Regions from separate parts of the Mus musculus genome. Here all the other regions are linked to region 1. A link is a contact called in public HiChIP or PLAC-seq data. All regions are on one chromosome and are shown on one strand. Each heading gives the region's core, a stretch centred on a gene start, on an enhancer-like site or on the middle of the called end of the contact. The rest is flanking DNA. Distances are from core to core; before and after follow the strand shown. Region 1 overlaps Acot11 (acyl-CoA thioesterase 11). Region 2 overlaps Cyb5rl (cytochrome b5 reductase-like). Region 3 overlaps Tceanc2 (transcription elongation factor A (SII) N-terminal and central domain containing 2).

The links. HiChIP or PLAC-seq counts read pairs in DNA pulled down with a chosen protein or histone mark.
Region 2: an H3K27ac HiChIP or PLAC-seq map of stem cell-derived neural progenitor cells shows a contact between it and region 1, with 2.5 times the contacts expected there. The contact joins two enhancer-like sites. A contact is called at or near these places in 12 of 39 promoter capture datasets (3T3-L1-derived adipocytes, embryonic stem cells, epiblast stem cells and 6 more), 4 of 115 datasets of contacts at active chromatin or transcription factors (craniofacial prominence, embryonic stem cells, fetal liver and 1 more) and 3 of 9 other capture datasets (adipose tissue, liver and pancreatic islet).
Region 3: a contact with region 1 is called in an H3K27ac HiChIP or PLAC-seq map of the HPC-7 cell line, with 6 times the contacts expected there. The contact joins two enhancer-like sites. A contact is called at or near these places in 1 of 15 datasets of contacts at CTCF or cohesin (the NIH/3T3 cell line), 2 of 484 Hi-C or Micro-C datasets (hematopoietic stem and progenitor cells and liver), 7 of 115 datasets of contacts at active chromatin or transcription factors (CD8 T cells, the HPC-7 cell line, craniofacial prominence and 4 more) and 2 of 9 other capture datasets (adipose tissue and embryonic stem cells).

What each region holds. Positions count from the first base shown.
Region 1 is chr4:106,783,195-106,788,225 of GRCm38.p6, forward strand. All of the region lies in intron 1 of Acot11 (acyl-CoA thioesterase 11), which reads right to left. Among named protein-coding and RNA genes, the nearest start is that of Acot11, 14 kb to the right of the region's middle. Within about 2 kb of position 2,762, at least 176 of the 459 cell types and tissues checked have an H3K27ac peak or open chromatin away from gene starts, as enhancers often do. A contact at or near this core is called in the HPC-7 cell line, craniofacial prominence, hippocampal neurons and 1 more, where this site is marked.
Region 2 is chr4:107,082,720-107,087,299 of GRCm38.p6, forward strand. It overlaps Cyb5rl (cytochrome b5 reductase-like), which reads left to right. Exons shown (of 7, transcript NM_001346552.2): 7 at 1,408-4,580. The coding sequence ends at 1,611. Among named protein-coding and RNA genes, the nearest start is that of Cdcp2, 12 kb to the right of the region's middle. Within about 2 kb of position 1,837, at least 94 of the 459 cell types and tissues checked have an H3K27ac peak or open chromatin away from gene starts, as enhancers often do. A contact at or near this core is called in craniofacial prominence, hippocampal neurons and stem cell-derived neural progenitor cells, where this site is marked.
Region 3 is chr4:107,139,049-107,143,581 of GRCm38.p6, forward strand. It overlaps Tceanc2 (transcription elongation factor A (SII) N-terminal and central domain containing 2), which reads right to left. Exons shown (of 5, transcript NM_025617.2): 5 at 1-751. The coding sequence ends at 563. Among named protein-coding and RNA genes, the nearest start is that of Tceanc2, 37 kb to the right of the region's middle. Within about 2 kb of position 1,318, at least 44 of the 459 cell types and tissues checked have an H3K27ac peak or open chromatin away from gene starts, as enhancers often do. A contact at or near this core is called in the HPC-7 cell line, where this site is marked.

The DNA.
Region 1 (5,031 bases), core at 1,512-4,011:
ATACGCCCCTGCTCCCTCACCCCATTCTAGAACTCAACAGAACATCATCTGCCTCCCTTCACCCCAAGGATAAAAATAACTTCGTATGCAATCTGATGCCTGCCATCAGCCAGTCACCAGAACTGCCCGGGGCCCACCAAGGAGCTGGCAGCAGACCAGATCAAGCACAGGGATACTGTCTAAATGCAATCCCACGCATGCATCGCCTGACCCATAGACAAAAAGAGAGGTCCAACATGGGTTCCAGGGAGCTCAGCTCTGTGTCAGAGAGGCGGGACGGAGGCCATGCCTCCTGCTTGGCGACCTGCAGCCTTTGTTCTAGCATCTTGATGCCGAGAAGGGCTTAGAAATTAATTACGTCCATTGGGAAGGTATCAGTGGTGAAACAGAAGCAAAGAAAGTCTCTGTCCCAGATCTTAAATGAGTGAGCAAAGCCAGGAGTTTTGGGGCAAATCATTACAGGGTTATTTCCTCTGAACTGAACTTCTCAAAGACGCCACATCTATACGGAAGGTCCTGAATGTGGCTGGACTGTCGGCTGACTTGAACACTGTGACTGTGGAGAGATGGAACAAACCTGTATTTGTCTCTTAGGTATTGAGACAAAGTCTCTCTTTGTAGCTCAGGCTGGCCTCACACTCATGACCCTCCTCCTGTCTCAGTGCTGGGATTACAGTATGTCCAGAGCCTTTCCCAAAGCCATTCACAATCATTTCCATATGTGACCCAACATCCTCATGACTACCAGGAAACCTCCTGGGATACGCAACTAACCTAGCAGAACGATATCCTTCACTCTTTCACCAACCCCAAAGCTAAAACTACATCAAGTAACCTGTCTGAAGACAGAAGCACACCCTCTGCTGTAGCCCACCGACCTGAAGTCTCCTGGGACACGTTACGGCAAATTTAGACATACCTGCCTCCATCTCCATCCAAGGTGTTTTGAGGATTAACACATTTCTGAAACCAGTGAGATGCCATGGTGGAAGAGGCTGGAGGGCAAGGAGTAGCTGGTTAGCTAGCACGGAGCCCAGCAGCTCATCTTCTGCTTGGGGAAACAGGAATGTGGAGAAGAGAGGTTCTGGAGTCTGTAGATGGCTTTTGAGTCTAGTCCAATCTATCTCTGAGGGCCCCAAGCAGCTCTCTTCCCTTCTGTCCACTTAGATATTCTTTTGTTCAACCGCCACCTGGCAACCCAATAATCCAGTTTCCTTGTTTGTAAAGTGAGACTCTAAAGACTTAGCATGGCTGACCTGAGGTGTAAATGAGAGGACGTAGCCAAAGGACTTTGCCAATCACAGTGGCTCTGACCTCCGTCTGAGCAAGGGCAGTCCACCAGACTGGGTCAGCCTACCAAGTAAGTGCGTCTAAGCCGGCTGCCATCCCAGAGTCAGGGTCCAGACGAAAGACAGACAAGGCAAGAAGTAATATGGGAAATGCTGTCACACCCAGGGGCACAGGGGTCATGTGACCAGGATGCAGCTTTCCCCTGACAGCATGCCCGCTCTGACTTCTCTGTATTGCTTGGACATTATACCCACCATGTACCTGAACTTAACAACCTGTACAATGTGAGCAAGTATTTCACCTTCTCAGAGCTCAGACCTCAGTTCATGGAGCTGAAAGAGGTAAATGGGAACGTAAGTTGAGAATAACTACCCTCCTTTGAAGACATTTGGGTTGTTTTTTTGAGATGGGAATCTCATTCTGACCCCAGGCTGACCTCAAACTTACCATATAGCCCAGGCTGGTAAGTGCTCTCCACATGCCAGTGTTGCAGACCCCGCCCACCATGCCAGCTGCGTTTACTTCTTTAATCTTCACACCGCCCTAATAGCTGGGTGTCCCATTCCCATTTTACAGATGGGGAAGCAGAGGCTCAAGAAGAGTAAACAGCTTACACATACACACATAGGATCACCCATCTGATAAGGACAGAACTGAGACCTAGGTCCACACTTGTGTAGCTCAGAATCCAAGGCTGCTCGACCGTTTTGAAGTACTACCGCTCGTCTAGCAGACAGGATAGTCATTTATGTCTCTGGGCATTTGATCCCACCACAGGTAGGCCAAGCCAGCACCCACATCTCTATTCTGGTTTCCTGAGACTCCTCCTCATGTCCCTTTAAGCCCTCTTGCAGGGAGAGCAATGGTATCAGGACCTGGATCAAAACCGTCTGAAACACGCTGGTCCACCCCCAAGGACGAAAATGCTGGAAAGGCCTTTGTCTATCTAGACAGACTGCTCGGGAACAGTATTGAGATCACCACACCCTCCAGCAGCAGCTGGCTACCATGCGCTTTCTTGCCCACAAATCAGAGGGTCCACTCCCTTCTGCAAACCCTTCTCCTATCCAGTCCTTCATCTCCCACCCTCTGCCTCTATGCCTCACTGCCGGCCTGGCCTACTGCATTAGACTGTTTGCCACTGCCCACCCCCCAAACCCCCCAACCTTTACCCCCCCCCCCAGTCACCAGAAGGCCTAGAGGGCAACTAGAATGTTTTGATCACAAGCCGTCTAGCCCCAGTGTGATCTTACCCTCCATGTGCCACACCCAGCCCCAAACCCCCAGTGACATGCATTGATCCCTCCATGCTGAGCCCTCACACTGAGGTCGGGGCTGCCACTCAGGGGGCTGTGAAGGAAAGACCTGGCTTCTCCCCATCAGAACCCTTCACACCCTCCCCACCACATGGCTAAGAATGCAGCCTGTCCCTGCCTCTGGGTTACCATGGCAACAAGAAGCCAGGCAGTGGGCCCAGGCCCTGCTATCCTACAAGCCACCTCATTTACCCTGGAGCTGGGCACAGCAGCCATAGATAGCACTATTCCTTCTGGAGAGGAAACAAGAACAAGCGGAAAGGGGGAGGAAAAAAAAAGAGAGAGAAATCAGCTACAGAGAGAGAAGGGGAAACAAAACAATTAGAGAAAAGACAAGACACAGGGAGGAGGGAAGGAGAACAGAAAAGAAATGTCAGAGGGAGAAAGAAATGGGCTGGGAGGGAACAAAACAAGTAGAAAAGCACATGCACTGGGGGGGGGGGGGGGGCGGGGGACAGGAAAGGGGCCGCTCCTGATCCACACTCCACACCACACATTCCTGGGCCTGAGCTGCTCACAGCTTTTGAGACTCTGGGCAGCTAAGACTTCCTGCCCCAGGAAGCTGGCAGCCTGGCTGGGCCCCCTCCAGCTGCTCTCTAGGCCCTCTAGCCTCTACCCTGCTGAAGGATGGTGTCCAGGCTTCCCCCCAGCAAGTGGGGCCCCTTCTCCCACCCCTCGGGGATCCTCAAACCCTCCTGCCACTCTGTCCTCTCCACCCCCACCCCACCAGCCTCCTTTAGCTCAAACCAGCTTAGTTCTTCTCTGTGTTTAAAAAGCCATTCCTAAGAAGGCTTGCAGAATGGTGGAAGCAGGACTCATGATTTACCAACTGGATACATCTTGTCACTTGTCACTTGGTCATGCCCTGGAAGAGGCCGAAGTGTCCTCTCTGCAGGTAGAAGATGCTGATCAGGATCAGGCAACCCATGGCAGAGGCTGGACCGGGCACTGCAGCCCAGGCAGCCCTGCAGGGGCTCACTTCTTATACCCCAGGTTCTTCTCCGAGCCTTCAGCTCAGGGGAGTTGATGGACTATAAAATAGCCCTGACCTGACCTGGCCTCACAGCACCAACATACTCCCTCCACTGTGTGAAAGGGACCTGAGCCAAGAGAAAAGCTTGCTGAAAAAGCCAAGAAAGGTAGAAAGAGAAGAAAGACAAAGTTTGCGGTGATTGGCAAGAGATCTGTGACCAAGCCCCACAGGTTCTTGGTACTCTGGATGTGGCCCTGCCTCTGGTTTGCTGGAGAACCGAGCATAACTTAAGCTACTCTGGACCTCAGTCTTCACAACTATAAAATGGGAACATGAGCGTCACAGAAAGGAGTCTGAGTGCTTAGACCGGGACCTGACCCACAGGAAGTGCCCCAAACTGCTGTGCTTTGTGTTGTCCAAAAGCTAAGGCACTTCAGAAAGACACGGGTCCCAGGGGTATGTGACATCTATGGAGAACAAATGGCCAGGTGGCCTGTGCAGAAAATGCTTTGAAGGCAGCTGGGACCTGTGACAAAAACATTCACATTTCTTTCCATTACTGCCAATTGAACACAAAGCTCTCTTCTATATTAGGGTTTCACTTAAACTGAGAATCATGGCTGGGCAGGACAGAGTCTGTGGTCCTCTGCAGGCACCCTGCACTTGATGACTGCCAGAATGCCATGCTACTCAGTTCTAGAAAGGTTCCAGACCCTCAGGAAGTTGAAACAGACTCTTGGAATTACTAGAAAGCAGCTGAAAGGGTCGGTGGCAACAAGGTGGGCACCAGGAGGAGCCCCTGGGCCACGAATAAACCATCTTCAATAAATTGCTTTTGTTCAAGGCCAAACATCATCAGGGCCCAGTGAGAACCTGGAGATTGAGCCTGGAGGGGTTTCCCGTGGTGCCCCTGGAGACTGAACCTGGACCAGTTCCGTAGAGCCCCATGCTGCACCAAATGGCAGGAATGAGGACGGGCCTGGTCATCAGCAGGCTGACAAAAAAGCCAAGCAGGGGACCCTGCATCCAGCGCTTCTGTCACTGTCCCCTGGGTTTAGATTGATTATGGGCTGGGCTGGTTCTACCTTAATAGCTGTTTATGTGAAAACAGCCTCATGATTTCATCCATCCACAAACTCAACTGTGGCAACTCCTACCGTAACCAAAGCATAGCGCTGTGGTGGCTGAGGCCTTGCAGCCCCAGTACGGTGGGGGAGGGGAGGAGAGGAAGGAATGACTCAGTGCGGAGGAGGCAGCCCCAGGCTGGGGTTTTGCTTGAGGCCCAACCCTGTGAGCAAGAAACCAGAAGGAATGTGTGGGACCCTCAGAAAGGACAGATAACCGGAGGGAGATCAGGGAGGGCACCGACTATTGGTGGCCTGGTCTGGATCTCTGAGGGCTGGTCAGAAACCAGGAGCATTCCAAGTAAGGCGGATAGGTAGAAAGAACAAC
Region 2 (4,580 bases), core at 587-3,086, 300 kb after region 1:
AGAGAGAGAGAGAGAGAGAGAGAGAGAGAGAGTGAGAGAGAGAGAGAGAGAGAGAGAGAGAAAGGGGGGACGGGGAGGGAAGGGGAGAAGGAGAGAGATTGAGTTCAGAGCACTTCAGTCCCCACTACAGTCTCATGAGGTTTGTACTGCTGTCCTGTCTTTCGCAGATGGGGAACCTGAGGTAACAAGGTAACAGCAATAGAGCTGGGTACCAGCTCAGCTGGTCCTGCACAGAGACCATTGTCTTAGTCCATTGGGATAGTACACATGCATGCTGGCCAGCATGTAGGGCAAGTGGGCTCAGGAATGCTGCAAGAAAGAGGTGGCACTTGAGCCTGGACTGGGGCTGGAAAGTTATTTGAAAGTTCACTTCCGGCCCTGCCAGGCTTTGATGATGCTGAAGGTTGGGCAGGGGAATGGGCCGGCTGGCTCAACAGCAGGAGTAAGGGTGACTATGGTAGCTCTACTCCTCCACATGCGCTCAGCACAGCTTGCCCCTTTCCCTTGCCTGAGCCTGGCAGCACTCCCTCTACTTCCTCAGCTGTCCGTCCTCCTGCGCTGCCTTGCTCCTAGCCCTTTGCTGGCACCTACTGTTCTCAGGACTTCCCAAGCCCAGTGGCCTCATGACCTTGACAGCTCCATCTCCTGGCCTTCCCTCCTCAATGCTGGGTCCTGGTGTCACTGGCAAGCTTGCAGGTACAACTGTGCTGTGCTTTTCTTGTGCTAGCCTTTGTTCCTGCTGTCCCCTGCCATGTGTGCTTGTTCCCTCCCTTTCCCAGTGTCTACCCACCCTTCCTGGATCTGCCGATGGGAAGTCCATCCCTGGGTGCTGCTATTGCTCCTGCTGTCACAGCACCTACCTACCTGCCATTGTTTAAGGGCTCTGCCTCACTGAGGAGTCCCCAGACTCGGTGCATCTTGGGGTGCACAATTCCGTAGGGCCAGTGGAACCAAGGGCGTGGGGAGAACTAGGAAGTGGGAAGGAGAGATGGGCCAGTGAGGTCTCCTGGCTCTACCCTTGAGGTTCCACGAGAATGGGAGAGTGTTTGGGGGAGGGTAGGAAGAGCCAGGTCACCAGAGAGTGCTCCTTAACAGCCCTAGGGGACCTGGAAGTCATCCAGATGCCTTGAAGTGAGGCTACAAGGCCTGAAAGCACCTGGGGCACTAGGAGCTCCTTGGCCTTCCCAGGGCTGTGTTCTTCCTCTGGCCAGCAGGACCATGGCTCTCCATAGGCTAGGCCTTCATCTCTTAGCTCAGAGACTCAGAACTCAGCATGATGGTGGCCGTGGAGGTAGGAGCAGCTTTTGGTGAAGGGTTTCTCCCATGTACTGCAGTGGCAGAAAAGAGCTGGCTAGGTGAACGTCTGGAACCCCCAGGAGTCATCGCTGCTCTCTCCTGTCTTCCCAGGAGGTCTCCCCAGAACAGCTTCCCTGGAGCTACCGTGACAAGACCCATTTTGGCCGCCTGGGCCAGGAGCTGGTTGCTGAACTGGTGGCCTGCTGCCGGAGAAAGCCGTTTACCTTAGTCTGTGGCTCACCTGCATTTAATGAGGACATGGCTAGGTGTTTGCTGTCTGCTGGCCTGACTGAGGACTCCTACTTCCTCTTCTAGCCCTGGCCTTGGGCCTTAATCAGGGGTACAGAGAGGAGCCCAGATCAGAGTCAGAAGACATGGAGTCCAGGCCTGGCCCTGCTGCTGACTTACCCAGAGACCTTGGGCAAATGTCATCACCATGGAACTTCCCTTCCTGTCTGCTGCGTCCTGCTGTATGGAGGGAGGCCAGCAGTTGTCAGGGAGTCAGGGAAGACTGCTCCAAGGGAGCCAAGCAAGTGGAGTCCTACTGAGCTCAGGCTGGTGGGGGTTGGGTAGGACAAGGGGTGAGGAGTCTCTTGTCCTCCCAGAGCCCATCAGTGCTGGGAAAATGACTTGGGGAAGCTCAGAGCTCTGGGAGGACCTTAACTTCTGTGCCTCCTGTGGGGTGGACCTGACTTGCTGAAGGCCTGGAGTCTAAGACCTGACCATGTTCTCAGATCAAGGCACTGCCCTGAATCATCTCTGTATCCATGACAAGTCTTTCCTGCCATGATCAGCCTCACGCTCAGTTTCTTTCCTGGCTCAGGAGGCCAGCTCAGAGTCCTTTTCCCACAAAAGAAGAGGAACAGAGGCAAATGCCCCTCCCTCCTGCAGGCAGCCACATAGCCCGTGCCTTCAGCTCTCGGTGCCCTGGCGACGGTTGCTATGGAGATCTAAAGATAGAGCAGGAGTCAGGAGACCTGGGTCCCTCTCCCAGCTCTGCCCACTGAGTGGCTGCTGATCCAGGTCCACCCAGCCCCCACCTCCACCTCCTCTATCCTGAACGGGGCATGCCCTCTCCAGGGAGCTCACTGCCCCTGGGCATCATGTTGACTTAATGAATTCTGCTTTCCACAGCCTGGGCCCCAGTGTGCTGCGCCAGCACAGGCCAGATACAGGCAGTCCCAGACTTCTGATGCTCAGCAGTGGAATGTTAGAAGCTGGGAGCCAGGAGCCTTTAGGATTAGGCATTTATAACTATGGAGTTGCACTCTCCTCACCTCCCCCAACCCCCATAGCAGAGCTCAGATGCCAGAGAACCCTGTCCAGCAGACTCAGTGTACAAATGGGTGAACCAAGGCCCATGAGTGACTCACCCAAGGTGAGTCTGAGACAGCCCTCCCTACAAGCTCCCCATCACCCCCCCCACACACACACACACACACACACACCTGTGGTTGTACACCATGCTTTTCAAACTGTGCTCCACAGGCCACTGGGGAACCTTGCCTGGATGGCAGCAGTAAAGGTGGCTGGAGGGATCCCCAGGTCCCCTTCAATCACAGAGGTCTGTTTTTAACCTCATCTTCATGGGGCATAGAGGAATTTTTGTCAAAATTGCCTTTTCTACCCCACCCTGAAAAATCACAACAAAGAAACCCCTGTTCACTGCATAGCCATGGGGAACAGCTGGGTGATGGGAAGCCTGCATGTTGCACCCCAGGGGCTTGGGACCTCTGTCGGGGTTCTACAGGGCATTCATTAGGTGTGACTTCTCAGAACCAAGTGGGCAAATTAAAGCTGCATGAACATTGGTCAGGACACTTTGTTTTGTCTGGCCCAGGTCCTCAGCCTCGGGGTCGTTGTTCTTTAGAGTCTCAGGCTCAGAACAGTGTGACAAAACTGAGAGCCAGAGCTCCCAAACAGGGTGCATGGGCTCTCCTTGCCCAGCCTGTGACTTGGGGCAAGACACATGTCATCTATCCCGGCCTCTGAGAACTTCACCAGTGTGCCTTGGTGGGTCTTAGTGGCAGTCTTCATGGATGCCCCTGGGGGACTTGAAGCTCAACTGTCCAAGGAAATAGCAGCAACGTGCTAGGCACAGCCTTTCCACTGGAGAGCTCCAGCCAAGGCAAGGATTAGCTAGCATACCTCTGAAAGGGGTGAATATTAGAGAAATGGTGTTCACAGTGCAAGAGAGTGGTGAGCAGGGCTTGAGCCTGTAGGAAAGACAGGGACACTCCCCAACCCCGACCATAGAAGCTTCAAAAGCAATGCTTATACTCATTCCTTACAGGGTCAGGGAGGACCCGCTTAAGGGGAGAAGCCTAGGGCAATTCCCCTAGGCCTCTCTCTGTACCATTTTAGGTATTTGATGCCTAGACAGATTAGGCCACTCAGAGGCAACTGACATCCCCTGTCCTGGGTGGGTTGCCTTCCTCTTCACCTCCCTCAGTGTAGAAGCTGAGCAGCCTGGCTACTAGTGGGATTGGTTATCCTGAATATTGGCAAGGGCACAAATGTGTCTGAAATGCCAGGATGCCAATCTCCTGTCACCTGGGAACTCAAGAGCTCACAAAATAGTGGTTGCTGTGCCTGGCAAGGTATAGGTGAGTGTAAAATAGGACTAATTGGGATTCATGAGGTCGTCCCACTTGGTGGGTGGGCCCTGTCAGCTGGTCAGTTCCTCATGATAATACCTGGCTCTCTGTAGGCTGTTGGGATGGAGTTTCCCCTGAGCACTGCCATTATGTGATAGTGCAATGGCAGGGGGACAGTCAGGACCTGAGCATGACCGGAAGGCCTCAGAAGACCAACAAAGAGCTCACTTCTCTGTGAGCGAGACAAATTAGCACCTCAAGTTATTCAGGTACTGCCCCTCTGTTCAGTCTGGAACCATAGCCCGAGCCTGCGTGGCCTCACCCAGCCACCGTGTTCCCATCACACAGGGTGCTCAGCACCTCCTGGAGGTAGACAACCTGAGGCATAGCAGAACTTCCGAGTGCTTTGCAGGTGGCAGGACTCTTCCACAGCAGGAAGTCATGCCACTGTAGTTACCCCAGATTAGAGACCGAAACAGCCTCTGAGCCACCAAGATCATGTAAGGGGGCACAAGTTCCAACATGCGTTGTTGTAACGGTTACATGACACGTGAGCACACCTGGAGGTCCAGGTAAACACTCTGTACCTGTGTGGTGTGAGACGGCCAAGGCTACAATTAAGAAAAAGCAGAGTGGGAACCATGCAGTTCTCCTTTGTTTGTTCTTCTCTTTGTTTTGTTTCAGTGC
Region 3 (4,533 bases), core at 68-2,567, 350 kb after region 1:
TCAGCATGGGGGCTCAGGAGCCCCTCCCCGAAGGTCTTCCAGGGAGAGCTGAAAGGCTCAGATAAGTGAGCGGTGGCAAGCAGGGCTGGTCGCAGGCTCCAGTGGGCTCACCCCTGGGGTAGAGCAAAGAGAGCAGACGGGAGTTCTGAGAGGCTTCGGAGCTGTCTAAACTCAGGGGGCTGGAACCGCGTGAGGAGCAGCGGTAATTGAGTTTCAGTTACCTGCAGGGTGGCGAAATAAAGTGGTAACTTCATCTGCTGACATGGGGGAGTTTAGAGGTGTCCTTGGCAAGCTCACAGTGAAACCTGTCACCCTTCCATTGTGCTGGGTGATGGTGACTGGATGGCACTTCCCAGTGACAGCCCCGTTCATCCCGTCAGGCAGCGCCAGCGCAAGGCAGCTAATGAAGCCGCCCCCACAGGCCTATCTCCCAGGGCTCCCCACGTTCTGTCTGAAGGAATGGCACCATGGGAATATCCAGCACAGCCAACATCCGCATCACCCAAACTCAAAAGAGGCTTTGAATGGTGGCGCGAGGCCCGGTGCTGGGCCCGTCCCCGGGTCACTTTTTGTGGGTCTGTACAAACGTGCCGACCGGCAGCGCTCCGCTCTTCACCTGCTCCCGGATCTCAGCTCGGTGCTTTAATGTGAAGACCAGAGCGCGTACCGTCCTCCGGTAGGGCCCGTTAATGAGCCGGGAGCAGAGATGAAACGTTTCCCGCTCAATATTTTCAACCAGTAGGTGATCCATCTGAAAAACAGCAAAATTATCAAATTAGGGCCTTGCGTTGCATAAGGATTAAAGCAAGAGAGGCTGGCGCTCTCTGCTCTGGGGCTTCCATTAATCAACTGAAATTCAAGGACATCTACTTCCTGTCACAAGAGAAACAGGAAGAGCAAATTAATTCCACCCTGGCAATTAAGGAACAAGGCCATGTGCTTTGTGACAGGGACCTCATTCACAGCCCCTGCCGGGTGGTAATATTTGCCATTATAACAGGAAACCGGCACCAGGCCCTGTGCTTTACCAACCAGGAAGCGGGGGCCCAAGGATAATAAATCAGAGTGACGATGCGTACCTCTTTGTTTTAAACGTGCCTTTTAACTTCATATAACATCTTAGATGTGCTGGTCTGGACCCTGGGATGCTTACAGAGCAGTTTATAAATCATGCTCATGTTTAATATTCGTAACTGATTATCACGTTTTACATCTGAGGAGGAGTTTCACAACTGAAGGGGCAGGGCTGGACACAGCCTGACTCCAGAGTTCAAGCATTCTTCCCTTCAGCAGAGACACTCCTTGGCTGAGTCTGGATGGGGAAGCCAACCGGACAGGGTCTCTAACAGTGCGGGTGATCTGCCCCAGGTCCAGGCCAGGCCGAGGTCATAGACCTAATCAAGGGCAGCCTCTGTGGCTGGTCAGGGACTTCCAACCAAGCCCACTTTTCCAGGCCCACCTCCTAGTAGCCAGGGCTGCCTTTCCCTAGGAATCACTCTGCTGGTTTATGTCAATTTAACACCAGGTAGTCATCTGAAGGAGGGAGCTTTAACTGAAAATGTCTGCGGAAGGTCAGGCTGCAGGCAAGTCCGTATGGCCTGCCTGCCTGCCTGCCTGCCTGCCTGTCTCTCTCCCGCCCTCCCTTCCTCCCTCCCTCCTTTTTTGTTTTTTAAAGAAAGGGTTTCTCTGTGTAGCTCTGGCTGTCCTGGAACTCATTCTGTAGACCAGGCTGGGCTCACACTCAGATCTGCCTTCCTCTGCCTCTGCCTCCCAAATGCTGGGATTAAAGAAAGGCATATGCCACCACACCTGGCTGTAGAGCATTTTCTTATTTTGTGGTAAGGCCTAGTCCACTGTGGGTAGTACCACTCTGGGTTGGTGGTCCTAGGTTCTGTAAGAAAGCAGGGTGAACAAGCCAGGGGAGGCAAGCCAGTAAGCAGCACCCCTCCATGGCCTCTGTGTCTCCTGCCTCTGGGTTCCTGCCCTGCTTGAATTCTTGCCTTGGCTTCCCTAAGTGAACTGTAATTCAGGGTGTTTCATCACAGCAACAGTAATCCTAACCAAGACACTCTGCTATGTTGGTATGTCAAGTTTAAGCAACCCCTACTCCAACACACACACACACACACACACACACACACACACACACACACACACACACAGGGAAAATAAAAAAACCTTAGTGCAAAGACTGAGAGTTCTTTAGGCTGCAACAATGTCCTCAGCGTTCCTTGATCACTGTCACAATACACTGCAGTTCCCCTGGTAAAACATCCTTCCAAATTGGAATCCTATTTACTTATGTACTGACTGGTGCTGGACACTGAACTGGGAACCTTACACGTGCTAGGCACAGGCTCCAGCACTGAGTTGTAGTCACAGCCCAGACCAGTTCATTTCTCTCTCTTCAGCCCTTCTTAGGCACTTAGTGTGGCCACGACACCCGGCTCAGTAAGAGTTTCTATTGCTGTGACAAACACCGAGACCAAAGCAACTTGGACGAGGAAAGCGTTTATTTGGCTTAGGCTTCCACATCATTGCTCATCATCAAAGGAAGTCAGGAACCTGGAGGCAGAAGCTGGTGCAGAGACCATGGAGGAGTGCTGCTTACTGGCTTGCACGCCCGTCTTCCTTCTATCACCCAGGATGAAATCCATTAGTTACCAAATGCTAAGGTTTGCTTAGCTTCATGTGCAAGGAAGCTTTTATAAAAAGGGGGCGTGGTTATCAAAGGAAGAGGGCATGCTTCTGTTTCCACAACAGGTCACAGCCATGCCATGGGAATGAAGTACACACACACACACACACACACACACACACACACGCACATTCAGATAGCTTTGACATTCAGATAGCTGGACCCTCATATATGCACCATTCAGCAGTCACTACTCTCTCAGGTCTGATCTGGGGGATCCAGCGCAAAAGATCCTATTCTCCTCTGGACACTCACAGCATAGAAAGATGGCACGTTCTCAGACATCATGGCGGTAGTGCCTTTGATCCCAGCACTCAGGAGGCAGAGGTAAGCAGATCTCTGAGTTTGAGGCCACCAGCCTGGTCTACACAGTGAGTTCCAAGACAGCCAAGGCTACACAGAGAAACCCCTGTCTAGAAAATACCACCACCACCATCAGAGAGCAAGAGAAGAGAGGCTATGTAACATATATAGATAACGTAGGGCATCATAGATAACCACAGGGCATGAGCGCCAGGCACAGTGGTGTATATCCTAACTCTTAGGAGACCAAGGCAAGACAAGCCAGTTCAAGACTAGCCTGAGCTTTAGAGGAAGATCATGTCAAATATAAGCAAACAAAGCAAAGGGTGGACCTGGGGCAGCATGGCCAGGGCTGTGCTGGAGTGTAACGGACAACAGGCGCACCTAGGAGTTCTCATGCTTCCTGCTAAGTCCAGGGCAGTCGGAGTAAAGACAGAGATGCATACAAAGTGCCACATACAAAGCCCCGCTGTTTAGATAGCTTCCCTGCATGAATGAAAGCTACTTTTGACTGATCCAAACCCGTTCAGTGTTGATTCTGTTCCAGCGGGTCCTAACTTGGTGCTTTAGGTGACAGACGGGTGCTTCTGAGTCTCTTTGGGACCCTGAGAAAGAGGGATCTTTCTGTGAGGTGTATCTGCTGACTGGGTGGGAATGGGAACAAGACCCACCACACCCCCCAACCAAACCTGAGGCAGTTACTGGGTGCAGTCACCAGATCCTGTCTTTGTAACAGAGATCATGGTCTCTGTGCTGGTTGGTTCTTTGTGGGTTTGACACAAGCTGGAGTCATCTAGGACGAGGGAACCTCGGCTGAGGGAACGCCTCCATCAGACTGGGACGTGTGAGCCAAAGAAACCCGTTCCTCTGCAAGCTGCTCTGCACCATGGTGTCTATCACAGCTACAGGAGGCAGACGAGACAGCCTGTCCCACTGGGCTCTGCTTCCTGTCCTGAGCCACGCTCACCACCAACTCTTACTGCTTAGTTCTCTCTCCCCATTCTGCATATTCTCTCACCACAACTTGCACTTCCTTGTAAGACCCCCCAAACCCTAATCCCAGACTAGAAAGGGGATGGCACCTAGCACAGATAACCAGGGGTTGATATGGCCAGGTGTGGTGGTCACCCTCATAACCGCGCCTTCTGTTTCAACACTTGTGCTGTTTTCTTTTTTCTTTTACTTTCTTTTACTTTCTTTTTTTGTTTGTTTTTTTCGAGACAGGGTTTCTCTGTATAGCCCTGGCTGTCCTGGAACTGTATAGACCAGGCTGGCCTTAAACTCAGAAATTCACCTGCCTCTGCCTCCCAAGTGCACCACCACGGCCTGGCTTGTGCTGTTTTCTTAGTTTTCTTAGGATGGAGAAGCTGACTTGCTGCTGTTATCTACTGGTGCCTGTAGGCGGACCGTGTATTACTCAGTTGTCTAATTCTGGACCAACTGGCCAGAGCTGGGGGAACACAGCGAGCTGTGTCTCAGAGGAGTGGGCTTGGTAAGACATGGCTCCACACTCAATCACCATGTCTGTGAAC